Linked DNA regions of Mus musculus: region 2 is linked to region 1. A link is a contact called in public HiChIP or PLAC-seq data. All regions are on one chromosome and are shown on one strand. The core of a region is the stretch at or near the end of the contact, and the rest is flanking DNA. Distances in the headings are between cores, read along the strand shown. Region 1 has its middle 25 kb from the start of Gm19866. Region 2 overlaps Dapk1 (death associated protein kinase 1).

Evidence for each region. HiChIP or PLAC-seq counts read pairs in DNA pulled down with a chosen protein or histone mark.
Region 2: a contact with region 1 is called in an H3K27ac HiChIP or PLAC-seq map of VIP interneurons, with 6 times the contacts expected there. The contact joins two enhancer-like sites. A contact is called at or near these places in 3 of 115 datasets of contacts at active chromatin or transcription factors (VIP interneurons, embryonic basal ganglia and microglia).

What each region holds. Positions count from the first base shown.
Region 1 is chr13:59,888,365-59,893,985 of GRCm38.p6, reverse strand. No RefSeq gene overlaps it. Among named protein-coding and RNA genes, the nearest start is that of Gm19866, 25 kb to the left of the region's middle. Within about 2 kb of position 4,140, at least 62 of the 459 cell types and tissues checked have an H3K27ac peak or open chromatin away from gene starts, as enhancers often do. A contact at or near this core is called in VIP interneurons, where this site is marked.
Region 2 is chr13:60,675,267-60,680,792 of GRCm38.p6, reverse strand. All of the region lies in intron 2 of Dapk1 (death associated protein kinase 1), which reads right to left. Among named protein-coding and RNA genes, the nearest start is that of Gm35540, 7.9 kb to the left of the region's middle. Within about 2 kb of position 1,667, at least 13 of the 459 cell types and tissues checked have an H3K27ac peak or open chromatin away from gene starts, as enhancers often do. A contact at or near this core is called in VIP interneurons, where this site is marked.

The sequences.
Region 1 (5,621 bases), core at 2,891-5,390:
TTACCTATTGAATGTGATGGGTTACATATGTCAATACATAGATACATACATACATACACACATATATACATATACACATACATATATACACACATATATACATACACACATATATACACACACATATACATACATATATATACATATACACAAACATACATACACACACATATACATACATACATATACACATATATACACATACATATATACACACACATATACATACATACATATATACACATGCACACACATATATATTCACACATATACATACATATATACATACACACATACATATATACACACATGTATATACATACATATACATATACACACACATACATACATACATATTCATCAAGTTCATAGCACTGTGTCGCTATTCAGACAAAACCATTCGCCCAGTACAGATCTGAGAGAAACACATGAATAGAAAGATCCAGAAGGTACAAAGCTGGGCTCTGTAGTTCACACCTGTAATTCCAGGACTTGAGAGGCTGACACAGGAAGATCATGATATCAGGACCAGCCTGGGTTACATAATGATTATAGGCTGGCGGTCTCCACAATGACAACGCCTAACACTGCACAAGACGCTTCTCCTTCTACGACTTCTACTCTTGAGTTTCATAGAACAAAGAGAAACCCTCAGAACACATGGCTTGTGAGTTGTTTTGTTGTAAGCCTTTGGGTAGGCAAACAGAGAGATGTCTGTGACTGTGGCAATGCTGGCCACTGGAAACTCATGACATCAGCTGCCCCCTCATGGCTCGATGATTAACTTTCGAAGGTCTCTCTGTGGTTTCCAAGAGAAAACGCAGCGAGCTCACATGACATAAGGCTCGGCGTGCCTCGTGAGCACACACCTTTCACTCCTTCCTGTTGTCCTTCTGCACTCACAACCCTGCCCTCCAGTTGTGACTGCACACTAAAACCTGGCATTACAAAGCCCTTGCTGTTTTTCAACTCAGAGTAAAAGTGAGTACACACCTCAAGCGTTCATAGGGGTCAGTCAGAAAAGACTCGAGGTTTCTAACAAAATAAAGGCACAGTTGGGTCTTGCTTTTCTATGGGGGTCATCAGCCTCATGTATCATGTGTCATCTGACCAGAGTTCAAGGGCTAATTTCTCAGGCACTGAGAGAGAACAGGAGATAGGCAAGCCACTAACCTTCAGTGTCCCCAAAGGAATGCCAGTCAAATCATCCTTAGAATTGTTGCAATGACTGGGAACAAATAAACACTCTCAACCTGGGAACACTGCTGGACCTCGGACACCTTTCTGTCTTCGACAGTGGGAAGCCCCTGAGTGAGTAACTCAACCCCTCGCCTGGTTTTGATCTGGCCTCTGGGAGCTGCACCCCCTCCCCCGGGAGCAAAACTTCTCCTCCTCCTCCTAAGGCCCTGTCTGCATAGACTCCTCTAGGGGCCTAGGAGTCATATTGTCACAGACAGCCATAAAATGTTTATAGCTGCCAGGATCCATTGATCAGCGAGTCAACCGTGCATGCAGTAAAAGTGCTTCGTGTGAGAATTCAGAAGCCAGGGCACAGCAGGCCACAGTTGCCGCTTGGCTGCTGAGGTAGTTTCATGGTGCTGCCGGGTCCCACCTGTTCACTCACCTCCCTCTAAATAGACAGTAAATATACATCCCCAATAATTAAAGAAAGGCAGATTGTTCTTAAGTTAAAATAGAGAACTGTAGGTGAGAGATCATGCTTGTTTGAGGGGCTTAAAGTATCTGGACATAATCCTCAAGCCACCCATGGAGGCTGAGACCTGGAGGGGTGGGGACAGGGAACAAGGAGCGGGCTCTGCTGAGGGAGCAAAGGGGATCACTCTGTTTTCACAGTTGTATTGTAAAAACAACCGCTAATACCCAGAAGACCCAAGAGCAGCCCTCCATGGCTTATCTGAGAAGCCACTCCCCGTCTCACACCCTGTCTAGACCGAACTGGGCATTATCAACCACCTCTATAGATGAAGCAGGAACCTATTCTGACAGACCCGGGCCTAACGAGCCTGCTGCTGTGGAAAATTCAGAAGGAAATAGATTGCTTTCCACCTCAGATAACTGAAAAGGGGACCTCTCAGGCCTGACACCCTCCATTCTGCCTGAGACACGTCATCTCTCACTCTTGACTAACAAAGTCCCTGAGTCTGACTGAAAGGAAGGAAATGAGAGACAGGCTCCTTAAGTATCTCCATCAGAAGCCAAGGTCTGCGCGGAAATCCCAGTGGGGCCTAGTAGACTCCTACTGTGGGCACTGCCACCTCGTGCCTCCTATTTAAGATGCCCAGCGCGTGGAGGACAATGCTTACTACTTCCCCTCGATAGGCTCCACCAGGCCTATACATCTATAGGTACCTATGTAGTCATCGGTACCATAAGGGCTGTTCCAGCCAACAGAACATATCGTTCTGGGAAAGGACACAGTCCCGTGGGAGCTGTCACTACTACCCAGAAACCTCTTGCTCTGCTCTGAACATACTGTTGTGGAAACCACAACCATGCTGCAACAGCTCAGGGAGACCGGGAGCAAAGGCATTTCTGTCCCATTCATTCATTGAACACTTAGGTATCTACCACACCCCATTATCACTGTTCAGTGCTCCTATCAACTCATTTAAGCACTGTACACCCAATACTAAAGAAGATCAGTAAAAGAAAGGGCAAAGCTACGCCAGTGCCAGTTGCAAGTTACATGCCACGCAAGCATTCCCAGGGAAGTAAATGGAGACTGAAGCTCAGCACAGGGGCAGACAACCCTCTTGCTTTGTCACTGCCTCAGTCTCCCCATCTGTAAAATGGGAATGGCCGTGACCTCTGTGGGTCATGCCCTGTAAGGAGCAAACCAAAGAGACTAGAAAAGTCTTCAAGGAGTGTCATATTGACATCAAGACCAAGTGTTAGAATCTCCTTCCCTCTGTGTGTGAGGAGGGTGCCCGCTGTTTATCAGCTATGGAGTATTCAACAGTCAGAGAATAAACACAGTTCATGGTTCCTGGCGAGGAAGAGCAGTAAACATTTTTACTCCATGAAGGCCTCGATAGTCAGGATATGATAGTGTACGTCAGTTATCTCAGTACTTAGAAGGGTGAGGCAGGAGGATTATCATCTTGAAGCCAACCTAGGCTACATAGCAACGCCTCAAAAACATCTCGTTTAAAATTAGAGATATGGGTAACTACGCTTTTACCCAGGGATCCAGATAAAACCTCAGATGGAACCTTCATCAACCGCATTCTCGTGTTTCCCATGAGACTACAAAAGAAGCTGGCAACTGGGCTGGTGGAGAAGCAGCCTTCCCTCCTCACGGGTACCACATGGGGACCTGAGGTGAAGCTGGCATGCCAGCTGATGCTTACTGCCATTCTGCTGCCAAGTGCCTGACCCAACCCTTTCAGGGGAGAGATGTGGATTCAGACCTTGTAGCTAAGTGTGTACGTGTGTGCGTGTGTGTGTGTGTGTGTGTGGGGGGGGGGGGTCCCTGAATAATTTACACAGGATAATCCAACTTGGCTAAGCCTGGAGAGAGGGAACATGGATCCTTATTTAGAAATGTCTTTCTCCCCTCAGAATTTAGAAAATATCAATAGAGTCTGAAAAGATGGCTATGAAGTCACCAGCATGCCTCCGCTTGTCCCGAGGATGCAGAGATGTCACACCTACATTTTAAGAGGTACTGATATAACCATTCAGGTGCACTCTGTGACACCCAGGGGAGTTGTCCTTCTAGGTACAAAAAGATAAGTGGCCTTAAGTTAGTGTGTGGGACTCTGTGACTCCTTGCTCTCTCAGTACAGTCCTTATGAATCTTTTAAACAGCTCTTCCTCTAGTAGCACATTGTGTGTCCAACCATAAATGCCAAAGGCTGCTTCTTATCTACCCCTGATACAACTACAGGACGGTAGCAGAGAAGGAGAACCCATTCTGTGGTCTCAGGCAGAGGTCCCACTGTGGAGGACAGGCAGAACCTCATGGCAGGAAGTCCTTCCACAAGGCTATTGGTCATTTCCATTTATCTCCTGAGGGGTTAAGGAAGCTGATTGAGAGAGACGTTCCCATAGCAACCGTGCCGGCCTTCCACTGTGAACATACTGGTTCCATTCCTGATGCAGATTACATCAAACTTTGCCACTTCATGGCTTCATTTTAGCTGAGGCAGATGGTTGTTTGAGAATGTGATCACCGCCACCTTGTGGCACAGAGGAAAACAAAAGACAAAAAGAAAAAAAAATCCCCCCTCTGTAAAGGGCGAATTGTGCTCAGTTTAGGGTCAGTCTTACAAACTTTGACCACTTTTTCTTCTCTGTGGAAGAGCCTTCGTGCTGATCTGTGAACTGGGGCTGTAACACACACAGCAAAAACTCTCCTCCCGGTATCTCAAAATCTCACTGGTAATGCCAGGATTGAGCCGTAATCCCAAATAATTGTATTAACAAGAAAGTCACTTCCCATAATCTCTCCAAAAAATAATGTTATCCACATACGTTTTGTAAAGAGGTCTGAGTATTCTGGTTTAGCCATGTTTGGATTCTGTTCTTAGCCTAGAACAAGTTAGCCTGACCTAAGAGTATTTAAAATCTCCTGCCCTCCTATGCCACATGGCTTGCTTTCAGGGCTTTGCATACCCTGTCTCCTGTATCCACTGTATTTTCTGCTGCAAAGACATCCCTGTGCTTCTTTAAATGGGTCTAAGAAAAATGATTTTCAGTAACTGTAATTGTTTTTTCTCATGGTGAGCTATCTCACTGTGGGAAATTTAACTCTGATAAATACATACCTTCAAACATAAAGAATTAGTTATAATTGTGCTCTGTGTGTGTGTGTATTTGTATATATTGGTGTGTGTGTGTGTGTATATTTGTATATGTATGTGTCTGTGTGTATGTGTCTGTGTATGTGTGTATATGTGTGTGTATGTGGCTGTATATGCGTGTCTGTGTATGTATGTGTGTATGTGTGTGTATATGTGTGTGTATAGGTGTGTGTGTATGTGTATATGTGTGTGTATATGTGTGTATAAGTGTGTGTGCATGTGTGTGTGTGTATGTATGTGTGTGTGTGTGTCTATGTGTGCTCACATTATATGGCTCTACAGTGTCTTGTCTCTGTGGTTACTAACACCCTATGATATGAATAGCAATCATAAACCACAAAAAAAAAAAAAAACATACCCAGGAGCTGAACTCTTCCTAACTCTAACATTAACTCTAGCCATGGGTGTGATACTTATTTGGCCTCAGAGGCTCTGGAGTTAAAAGTTCAAGACAGGAGGAGAGGAGGACATGAGCCTTTGACAGAAATGCTGGGAATCTGAAATAAAAATACATGAATATTTGAGAAAGAAACAAAATGTGCACCCAGGACCAACTCTAAGGTGAAGGCACCTTTTCCCCAGAGGCAGCAGAGAGCTCTGGTGTGAGTCTAGTCTTCACTTTTCAGAATATCCTCAAAGTTAGATGGGGACAGACAGACAGACAGATAGACAGACACACACACACACACACACACACACAGAGAGAGAGAGAGAGAGAGAGAGAGAGAGAGAGAGAGAGAGAGAGAGAAAGAGATCCCCAGGAAATAGAAGTAACTCAAAGCACATAATGTCAAG
Region 2 (5,526 bases), core at 418-2,917, 790 kb before region 1:
AAGCCTTCTTGCTTAGGAGCTCACGTTTAAGCCACTGTGCTGAATGTAGTGACTTGCAGAGCTATGAGCAGTACAAGAACTCCCAAACTTTGTACTTCCGGTAAAGGAGAACGTTTCCAGCTGTACCATGGATGAAAAACCCGAAACACAGAAGCAGGAACCTCAGCTTTCACCTCAGTAAACTCTAGTGCTGGCAGAGTGGGCAGTTCAGTCTTGGGCCGTGGAATCCCAAACCCAACTTAGTGTTGATGTCTGATTGACAGGCCCAGCCACTAAAGAGAACAATAATTGGGTAGGATTATTAGTTTTTATTATTTTTTATCACCATCATTACCGCCTTAGACTATTAAAAGGAAACAGGCACAGAGACAGCAGAAAGCCATGTATCAGGGGCACTGGAATCATATTTAGAATGTTGGACGTCAGTGCTGGGATGAAGGTCAGTGTGCAGAGTGCTTGCCTAGTATACACCAACCACAGCAGTGTGTACACAGAGCTCAGTGGTCATTTTAGCCCTTCAGAGTAGTGGAGGTAGGAGGGTGTGGCGTTCAAGATCATCCTGGGCCTCGAGTGGCCTTGTCTGAGAGAGAGAGAGAGAGAGAGAGAGAGAGAGAGAGAGAGAGAGAAAGAGAGAGAGACAGCAGACAAGCAGATACATAAATACAAACAAACATACATGCATACATGGATTGATACATACATACATAGACAGCACACAGATATATACACATATAAATATGCATACATGGATGGATGCATGCATGCACTGATAGATGGATATATAGAGATAAGTAGATGGATAGATAGATAGACAGACAGCTAGAATAGATAGATTACATACATACATACATACATTCATGCATAGACAGATATATAGAGAGGTGGATGGATGGATGGATGATAGGATGTGCAGCCACTATCTCACTGACTCAAAACAGTCAGTGACATCTGGATAAAATGGAATTGAAATCCGCACTTATTCACGTTCTGACTCCCTTAAACACATGCAGTTAAATCTCACACAACAAAACCCCTGAAACATCCCTCTTACTGTGAAGCTAATCCAGTATCTACACTGACCTATACAACGCCCCAGTAGTGTCAGTTATCTACTTAGAAAACTTGCCTAACCATATTGTCTCCATATCATTGTAGGAAAATGGAGGACAGCTATGCCGCCTTCGTCACCGGGACACACACACACACACACTTAAGTTTTAAGACAAACATCTATAAATGCAATGGCTTCAGGACAGAGCTGCCTGACAGAAATACACAATAAGCCACAAGCGCAGACGGTCTGTGCAGTTTAAAATTCTGTAGTCCCCGCTTCAGTAAAGCAAAAGAATACAGGCCAGACTAACTTCAATAACACATTTTATTCCAGTAAAATACCATCACTCACACATTTAGACACGATGAGATTTCTTTCTATTTTTATTTATTTATTTTTCTAGACAGGGTCTCATTAATGTCGTGCTTAGGTAAGCTAAGCTCACAGAGACCCATCTGCCTCAACCTCATGCACCGTCATGCCCTGCATTCTCCACCCCCACCCCCGTCCCTCTGTTGCACACTTAGCACTCACAGCACAGCCCAGTACAAGCACTCAGTGGCTACAAACAAGGAGCGGCTGTTGTGTACAGCAACACAGCCTGAAGCTAATTTTATAGCTATAATATAAAACTGGGACACAGCACAGTATTTATAGATGGGAAGTAGACGAGATCCTTCTGAGGTAGGAGGGATGTAAACCACAGCTAATTCAGCACCCTAATCACCAGATGGGAACTGGGAGGGTCTGGGAGGGCCAGGCTGTGCACCCAGGATAACGTTCCTTCAAATGTATGAAAATCAACGAAGGGAACAGAAGAGACAGTTTACAGGATGGGAGAGAATCTTCACCAGTTATAAAAATGACAGGGGACAATCATCTAGAGTATAACAAACTCAGAAATTAAAAACTAAAATATAAAACAGATCAAACAATCAACAAATGGGCAAATGAGCTAAACAGACCGCTCCCGAAAGTATAAATACCAGTGTCCGAGAAAGACTTGAGCATGTGTTCAACACCCTTCCCTGGCTGTCAAATGAAAACGACATTAAGATTCCATCTCATCCCAGTCAGAACGGCTATCACCAAAAACAAGTGGCCACAAATGCTAATGAAGATGTGGGCAAAAAGGAACCCTGATTCATTGCTGGTGGGAGTGTACGCCTGGGAGGCTACATTGAAAATCAGGATGGAGGCTCCTTAAAAAACGACTATTCCAGCAAGAGGCCGCAGCAGAGAAGGGCACTTGGTGCAAAACCTGCAACCTGAGCTTGATCCACCGTATGCACAGGACGGAAGTCGGGATGATTCCTGCCAGTTCTCCTCCGACCTCCACACGTTGACATGGCACACAGGCATGCATGCACACACATGCACATATACACAAACAGACTCACAAACACACACACAGCAACACCGCATAATTTTTTTTAAAAAGCTTCTATGTCAGTCCTGGGGACATCTCTCAAGGAATGCATAAGTCATCATGCCACATTATACCACAGAGACACTCGCGCAGCCACATTCTCAACTGCAATCATCACAGCAGCCAAATCACAGTACCAGCCTCGACACTCATCAACAGGTAAACGGAGAAAGAAATGGGGTGCATACATACAGAGGAGTTGTATTCAGCTATATTTTTTAAAAAAATGGAAAATTGGGTCACGGGCAGGAAAATGAAACTAGAGATCATGCTAAGCAAAATAAGACAGGCTCAGAAAGTCAAACATTTTATGCTCTCTCTCACGTGTAAAGTCTAAATGTGTGAGGTAGGGAGGAGGTGAGGGCCTGCATGAAAGTATGTGTTATATGCATGGCATGAAAGCAGAAGAGTGACTATGACAAAACAGAAAACCAATGTGGTGTCGGGGGGCTGGGAGGGGACAGAGAGTTAACTTTTTCAAGCCCTGTATGGCACTAAGACGGTTTCCTTTATAAATATATTCTGCCACCTTTCCTATAGAAGTCAACTCATATCAGGCACACTGCAAGAAGCATTTGTATGCCTGGAGGCCTGGGCCAAGTCTCCATACAACCTTCTCCATGAACTCCTGTTGAGATCAACACTGGTTCCTGCACGCTAGCGTAAGGCTCTAAAAGAGAGGACAACGGTTCACACACAGCAGTCTACAAGGCAATCCATAGGTGTCCAGCTTCAGTGTGGAAGCAGGTGTGAGCAAGTTTCTGAGGTGGTCAAGGAAGAGGAAGCAAGTATTCTGACCCCTGGAGCAGTCGTGAGAATCAAAGGTGGGATTATCTCTACACACAGGTTTTACAGCACAGGAAAGCGTGTCCTCTCTCCCCGTGTCACACTTCTTGTGTGTATATGCTTGTTCATATTTATGTGGGTGAACACGTATGCAAGTGTGCATGCCTCTGTGTGTGCACGTATGTGTGCAGGCTACAGAATAACTTCAGTTACCATCCACTATTTTCTTTTTCCTTTTGAAACATGGTTTCTTGGTCTTTGTTCTACTGCTGTGAAGATGCGCTGTGACCGAAGCAATTCTTTTTTTGTTTGTTTTGTTTTGTTTGGTTGGTTGGTTTTTTGAGATAGGGTTTCTGTGTAGCCCTGGATGTCCTGGAACTTGCTCTGTAGACCAGGCTGGCCTCGAACTCAGAAATCCACCTGCCTCTGCCTCTGCCTCTGACTCTGCCTCCCAAGTGCTGGGATTAAAGGCGTGCGCCACCACCGCAGGGCCGAAGCAACTCTTACAAAGGAAAATGTGTAACTGTGGGCTTGCTCGCAGTTTCAGAAGTTTAGTTCATTATCGTGACAGTGGGTGGGGAGCATGTTGGGAACACTGCAGCACTCAGGGTGCAGGAGCAATAGCGGAGAACGACACCCTGACCCACAGGCCAAGAGCAAGGAAGAGAGACTGGGTTGGCATGGGCTTTTGAAACCTCAAAGCCTACCCCCAGTGTCACACTTCCTTCAACAGGGCCATATCTATCTGAGTCTATGGGAGCTATTCTTATTCAAACTGCCACACATGGGTCTCTCCATGGCCTAGAACTCACCAAGTAGGCTAAGCTGGCTGGTCACCAAGTCGCAGGGTTAGGGTTAGGGTTAGGGTTAAGGTTAGGGTTAGGGTTAGGGTTAGGGTTAGGGTTAGGGTTAGGGTTAGGGTTAGGGTTAGCTGTCTCTGCCTCCCCACTGCTGAGCTAACAAGCACACATTGCCATACCCAGGTATTTGATGTAGGTTCTAGTGATATAATTCAGGTCCTTCACTGACTGAGCCATCTCCCAACCCCATGCATCATTTTTCTTAAACTGCCATTTTCCTCTTGCTTGTCAGAGTCATAAAAATGAACAGACCTGAGGTATGGCGCTCACCGAACTCTGCAGTGAGAGCACACACAGAGACCGCTAATGCTGTGTCCAGCACACTGGCACTCAGTGAGCCTGCATGACTGCTAATACTGTGTCCAGCTTTCTGTGGAACATCCAGGGCCCCTGCCATGATCCCTCTGAACTGCTGTCATTATGTAGTCATTCAATGAACACTGTCAGCTTCGCTAGGATGAGCGACCAATTCTCTAAAACTTCGCAGAAAAGGGAAATCCATACAATAACACACTTCTCCGCCCTCTCCTCACTGAAAACAGTAACCTCACAAAAGTCTCTCCTCTTCTTTCCACTGCTTCTTCTCTTCTCTCCAACCACATGCAGAAAGGAAAGGGCATACACCATTTCCACACAGCCCAAGTCTACACAGCTGACCTAGAGAGAGAATGTTCTAAAGTTCACAGGGATCAACTACATTTGCAGGAAGGGCAGCAGGCTCCCATCACTATGTTTACAGCCGCAGTGCTGAGCATCCGGCAGCTCAGAGTCACTTTGGACATAAAGTCCTGACTAGAGGTAGGGGCAGCTGACAAGGTGAGGCAGCAGGAAGGAGAAATGGAAGAGCCATGGAGAAATAAAACAAAAGCAACTAAACTAGGAGTCTGCCTGATACGGCCAGCACTCCTGATCTCCTCCTGGGGGCTTGCTCACTGAAGAGCTGAGAGTGCTGTCAACACTGTCCATTTCCTCCATCCAACAGACTACGTGTCCAGTCACAGGACGATGCTTGCTAAAGACCTTTTCTGGAATACCTAACCTTTTAACATTCCACCTGTGACCTCTCTCGGCCCCACCTATGACCCTCTTGGCTTTAAATCATTTGATACAATCTCAAAAGCTGCCAGGACCAGCAACCCTTCCATTTTGTTCTTCAGACAGGAGCTGGCCCCTCCTGGTACAGGCCAGCATTCTAGCAACACACCACATAAACCTTTGTTAAAAACAGAAGGTTGAACCCTTTAAACCTTGTAGCCTTAAAGCCCTTCTGAGTTTTCTATTGTTATTTTTAAGGTTAGTGGGTTGTTTGTTTTAGTGCCCAACTCTCTATTTGAGGTCCCACTCCGTTGAAAATCTCTTATTATTTCAAGCCCAAGAATCTCAAACGAAAATGAGAA